Linked DNA regions of Triticum aestivum: region 2 is linked to region 1. A link is a contact called in public Hi-C data. All regions are on one chromosome and are shown on one strand. Each heading gives the region's core, a stretch centred on a gene start, on an enhancer-like site or on the middle of the called end of the contact. The rest is flanking DNA. Distances are from core to core; before and after follow the strand shown. Region 1 holds the start of LOC123060011 (receptor-like protein 4). Region 2 has its middle 7.1 kb from the start of LOC123060013.

What was found. A called contact is a pair of places that touch in the nucleus more often than the background predicts.
Region 2: a Hi-C map of leaf shows a contact between it and region 1, with 3 times the contacts expected there. The contact joins the enhancer-like site here to the promoter of LOC123060011 in region 1. A contact is called at or near these places in 2 of 5 Hi-C or Micro-C datasets (both in leaf).

Annotation. Positions count from the first base shown.
Region 1 is chr3A:31,379,936-31,382,993 of IWGSC CS RefSeq v2.1, reverse strand. LOC123060011 (receptor-like protein 4) reads right to left here and starts at 1,405. Exons shown (of 9, transcript XM_044482571.1): 1 at 1,178-1,405; 2 at 34-1,101. The coding sequence starts at 1,259.
Region 2 is chr3A:32,191,358-32,194,415 of IWGSC CS RefSeq v2.1, reverse strand. No RefSeq gene overlaps it. Among protein-coding and RNA genes, the nearest start is that of LOC123060013, 7.1 kb to the right of the region's middle. Within about 2 kb of position 1,610, at least 6 of the 8 cell types and tissues checked have an H3K27ac peak or open chromatin away from gene starts, as enhancers often do. A contact at or near this core is called in leaf, where this site is marked.

The sequences.
Region 1 (3,058 bases), core at 156-2,655:
AGAATGCGCATAGAGTATCGAATTATAGGTTACCTTGGTGTGGCACCGTCCTTGTCTCAAGGGGCACCATTGCGTAATTCTCGAGCCCGCACAGAATCGGCCGTCCCACTACTGGCACAAGCCTGACGCTCATGGTGGAGCTGGTCAGGTTCTCCACAATGTATGTCCACTTGAAGGCCGTGAACCCTCCCACCTGCTTGAAGATGTCGATCCTGGTCACGTTCCTCCCGGCAAGCATTATGTCGAACACCCTCTGGCCAGGGGCCCTGACCCCGGCGTCGATCTCCGCGAAATGCAGCCAGACCATGTAGGACATCCTCGTGTCCACCGGCATCAGGTACTCGATCTCGTTGGAGGCGTCCCCGCCGGTGGTCACCGCCGACCTGTACATCTTGGTGGGGAAGTAATTGGGCGGCTGGTTGCTGCCGAAAATCTTCCTCCCACCGGCAGTAATGGCGTCGTAGGTGAGGTCGTTGTTCCGGAAATCTGTGCCGGCCTGCCACACCCTGGAGAAGGCGTCGGAGTCGTTGGTGAAGCCGGGGCCGAAGAGGCTGTTCCCGCAGGTGAGGCGGCCGTAGTTGACGAGGACGACGTCGGCGCCGGTGGTGGCGCCGTCGTAGGCGAGCGGGTGGACGGGGGCGACCTCGATGGAGGCGACGACGGGGGCGTCGGTGGAGAGCGAGTAGAAGCAGACGTCGGTGGCCTCTGCGTCGGAGGGGAAGATGAGGTCGGAGTAGGCCCCGTAGCGCGCGGCGGTCTCGGGCCACGGGGAGCGGAAGGAGAGCACGAGCGTGGCGGCGGCGGAGACGTCGAAGGACGGGGAGCGGAGCTTGGAGTCGTAGTTGTCGTAGACGGAGAAGACGCGGAGGTAGTAGCGGCCGGGGGCGAGCGGGAGGGAGTAGCAGGAGGTCTTGCCGGCGGAGGCGGGCGGGAAGAAGCGCAGCGTGCGCTCCTGCGGCTGCGGGAAGCGGTGCGGCTCGGCGACCATCCCCGCGTTGCCCCCCGCCGAGAAGAAGCGGTCCGCCAGCCAGCGGCGGCCGAAGGCCGAGGTGAAGTCCGCCGCGCCGCCGCAGTCGATGTTGTAGCTGTGGTTCGCCTGGGCTGCACGGGCAGAGAGAGCGTCAGCGTACAGCGGAGTATAATTTTGTTTGTAGCTAGCTGGATTGGAGGTGCTTACCGCCGGAGAGGAAGGGGTCGTCGGAGTCGCGGGCGGCGCCGGTGGCCGCGACGAGGAGTGGGAGCAGGAGGAGGAGCCGCATTGCCGCTCCCGGGGCTGGCCGGAGGAGCGGCGCGCGTCCCCTGGGCGGAGAATTTGGTGGGGAGTTTTAGGAGGGAGCGGGTGTGAACGGAGCTGCAGCGGAGTGGAGGAGACGTGGTGGTACCCTGGTACGTTGAACCGTGGAAGGAAGGAGACGAGGCTGGAAATGCTGGATCTGGCCGCGCTGGAGGATCGGACGGCGCTGCAGGCACCGCCGCGCCGCGCTATGGCCTCAACGGCCGCTCGATCAACGGTAAGTGGCGGACCCCAGCAGTAAAGAGGGAGGGGAGAGCGACGGTGCGATGCGAAGCTCTTTGACCCTTTTGCTTTTCACACCTCTCTTTTTACTCTCAACAAAGTCTCAGTTTGTTCCCTTTAGAAAGAAAGAAAAAGTCTGAATTTGTTTGTTTGGTCACGTGAGGAAGCGCGGTAAGGCTGGTCACAATGGGCAAGAACATAAGCCAGTAACTTACACACTTCTCTAGACTATGTTACTACCTCCATAGTGGGTAGGAACATCTATGTAGTGTCATGCAACGATGTATTTATTAGGTTATAGACTCAGTGTTTCTTGGAGTGTGTGATGTTCCGGTAACTTAGCTAGTTACCACAAGCACCTTTCTCTTCATTAAATATGTGCCACATAAGCAAAGTTGTATTGCAGTGTGTGATGTTACTCTTAAGTTCCTTCCCGTTGTGACCAGTCTAAATGAATGAGTAAAACCGGCAACGGGGCCAGCCTTCCATCCCATGGGCGGTGGTGATCACTCCGTTCGTATCGTACGGGGTGTTATTAATCTAGCAAGTCACGGGCGGGACGGAAGCACTGTTGGATTCGACTCGACTGCTCGTATTTGCAAGTGCTGCCTGTATGCAGACAAAAATTATTGCTACTTGAATTAGGTAGCGGACGTACGTACTCAGATTCGAGGGGTAGATGATGGCGAGAGATGCGTCCAAACACATACAGTGTGTGTGGGAGTGTAGCCTTCCCTTTGGGCCGCTGCGGTCACGGGGTCGGCTAGGCCAGCTGAGTGCCGCGGCAACTACCACCAAATCAGGCAATTAAGCGTGACGTATGGCGCATTTCCCTCCCCGCCCCGACCCGACTCGACCCCATCGCCGATGGATCTGGCTGGCTTGCCTGCTCCTCTCCTGCTCCCATCCGTCCACTCATTTCATCCTACGGCTGTTTTTTTTTTCTTTCTAATCTAATCATCTTCCCCCCGATTTTAAAGAATGGGACCGGGTCTTATTTTATTTCAATCAAACCATGCCACATATGCCGGAGCACGGATGGACGCACACCGAAGAAGCAGGCAAGTCTCGTCCATCGCCGATGGGAGGGCCCGGGCGGGCGGCTTCTCCACGGGTTCGTTCGTTCGTGCCGCGACGTGCGCAGTAATGCGCGGCGCGTCTGCCGTGGTTCGGGCTACACGTACGTACGTACGCGCGTGTACCTGCTAGTTCAGGAATCACGACCATAGTACAGCTTCACTTCCTCCGTAGTGTATCTCTCTCGTCTCCAACGGGCAGCATATAAATTTCTTGACTAGTACTCCTACATACGTGCCGTGCTACTGGGTGCTTGCTTGCTTACTCGCTCCAAGAAGGTACCTACTGTCATCGGAAGCAGCTGACGTCTCCTTCGCACGGACAGCGCTAGGACCATCTACATCTATAACTGATGACCGACTGTATTTATTTACTAAGGACCTAGGCAAAATTTCGTGTTTTGACCCTTTTATCAAACAAAATTAAGATCTGGCCCATGTTTTTTTTTTGAGATTTGACCATTTT
Region 2 (3,058 bases), core at 361-2,860, 810 kb before region 1:
TCATTGGTGAACATATAGAGGGAGTGCATGAGGCTAACTCCAACGCACAACCCCAAACGAACGTCTGTTGTCCGGATTTTGTCCATTTGGAGATGGCAATGGGGTGACATCCACCCATTTTCCTGGATGCGGCGGCCGTGCGCCCAACGCGTGGCCTCATCTTTGCCGCATCTCATCCGGTGGCTGGAGGCCCATATGCATTCTTTAAGCTAAAATCAAACATAGCAAATAGTTCATAATCAAATAGTTTCACATCCAAAATAGTCTTACAACCCAATCGAAATAAAAACAATATCAAACAGTTTCACAACCCAATCAAAATCATTTTTCATGAAAAGAAATTGAACTAATAGATCTATTGGTTGCCAATGTGAGTCCACATGTACTCAACCAAGTCATCCCGGAGCTGCATATGAGTATGCCAATCACGTATTTCATGATAGAATGAGGTGAATTGTTCAAACGTTGCCGTTTCTCGGTGCCCTGGCATAATATTTTCACCCTGAAAATCAAACCCTTGGTCGTAGCACGCTTATCCTTCACGATCATGTTGTGCATGATCACACAAGCAATCATCACCTGCCAAAGCTTCTCCGTGCTCCATGTTAGTGCGGGGTGTCGAACGATACTGCATTGAGATTGAAGCACACCAAAAGCACGCTCTACATCATTCCTAGCACTCTCTTGCATTTGGTAAATCTCTGTCTCTTCTCTCCTTGCGGACTGGGTATTGTCTTCACAAGAGTTGACTACTAAGGATAGATACCATCAGCTAGATAGTACCCCTTGCTGCAATGGTGGCCATTGATCTCCAAGTTGACTTCTGGGAAGTGGCCTTCTGCAAGCCTGGCAAACACCGGAGAAGCTAAAGCAGTGGTCGTGGTTTGGACTGTCGGGCAAGACAGCGAGGAGGCGGTCGGCAATGGGCGGTGGTGGCGGCTATGGCGGGCGGGGGAGGAGGGCAGGCCTCATAGGGGTGAGAAAATGAGCGTCTGTGTCCTTGACAGGCGGGTCAGAGGAGGACAAGGGCGTGCGTCCCGCCCGTCCACAACATTGACACAAACGGGGCCTAAGTTTGGGCCATAAATGGGTCGGAAGTGAATCGAAAACAAATATTTTTCCGTTTGCTCCCGCGTGTTGGGTCGTGTTTTTTGTCTGTTTACCCTTAAACCGACACGGCCGGGCCATTGGGGTTAGTGCGTGGGAGTTGGCCCAAATAGTACTATGAGCGTGCATTAGTGAGGCAAGAGAGGATGACATGAGAGTGTGAATCGGCGCAAGTACGTTGTCGTATTGGCCTAGTACTGCTCGAACCTGGAGTTGGCCTATATTGACCAAGCCTAGATAGATGAGAATAAATATACTACTATGTCTCAGTGTACTACCAAAAGCAGCATGCCATGGCCTGTGACCGTACGCACAGAAGACGCCACCACCTACATAGTAGGAGTAGTAGATAGGTACAACAGTACTGCTAGTAGATTGATGCGGTGACTGTGACCGCGGTACATCCTCTTGAATTTTTCTGTCCGCCGCTATAGTTACAGTGAGTGCGAGCCCTTGTCGTGTACGCCCGTCTGGTACATATTAGAAAAGGACAAGCCTGACCCACACCAATTGCTACGTGTACACCGCCCATTACTCCAGCAGTCAGTCCTGCGAGACACGTACGTAATAGCTGCTGAGATTCTTTTTTCTCTTATATTATATATATGCTCAATTGAGTAGCAGTAAACTACAGCGAACAAAAGAAAAGCGAAATGGTAAATGGTACCCCCACCTATCCCAATTAATTAACACAACGTCTATGCCATGTGAGCAAGACATTGTATAGAGTCGCGTCAATTAATGTGGATATATAGGAAACAGTAGTAAAAACACATCGACGCAGTTGGTTCAATTACATATGTGTTTATGCACAGTTTGTTTGAATGTGTTTTATCTGAAATAATATTTTTTTTCTCTTTGAACCATAGACGGGTCCCAGAGCTTCTATCAATCACAAAATGGTAATCGTGTGAAGCTTTCAACAAGACTCGAAAGAGAGGAAAACACAAACATGTCCCTATTTTTTTTAGGAAGGACCCTAAATCGAGTTCAAAATCAGGTCCAAATTGCATCCTCTGCTCATATACACCCTTGGCATCACCGACACCACTTGAGATGGCAAGATCGCCGCCGTGCTATATAGCCAGTTGGAGCCAAAAAGGGTTTGGTGGACTCCAAGCCTAAACAGCCCTGCCTCCTATAAAGGCTCCATGTCGGGAGAAAGAAGATGAGTTGGCGCCGATAAGCTGTGGACATCGATGCTCCAATAGGCCACCCTTTGGCCAGAAGATACACCAGAGATGCATTGAAGACCGACTTTCGATCGCCACTAGCCGAAGATCACAACAAGTGTTGTAGTTCCTCTGCAATCGCCCATGTAGGCGAGCTACTTCCCAGTCGCCAGGATCTCGAGCTCCACCTCCCAGCTTCTCCAACTCCATCACGACGGCCACCAAATCAATGGAAGAAGGGAAGGCCTTGACCTAGCGAGCTTACTTAGGGAAACACTGGTTTTGCTTCCTTCGGTTGCACACTGTAGGAAGGCCGCTGATAGTCACCGTGGACAGCTCAAATACGGCAATGGCATGCTCCGACTCCAACATGACAATATATGCCCTAAATGCAAGACTCTGGCTAGACGTGATATGTACACATCTTAGCCATGCTCCTTTCCCTTCTCTTCTCCGGCAAGCAGAGCACATAGGGAAGTGGGTCGACCACTGTACATAAGTGACTCTTAACGGGGAACCCTATAGGAGAAGATATAAGGAGAGAAAAGAACACTTAGCCTATGATCTAAGCGGGGCCTAAACTATGGCACCTACAAAGTGAAACATTCTTTACCAACAAATTGAAATGATCTCAATTACGAAAATCGCGTGTGCAACGTCTATGCAATAATTTAAATCCCGGTTATCACGGTGAGGTCCAACCTTTTATGCTAACTATAGTGGAAGCTAGTATGAATCCCTATTAATATTTAGATGCAATAAAAATGATGTAGACCACA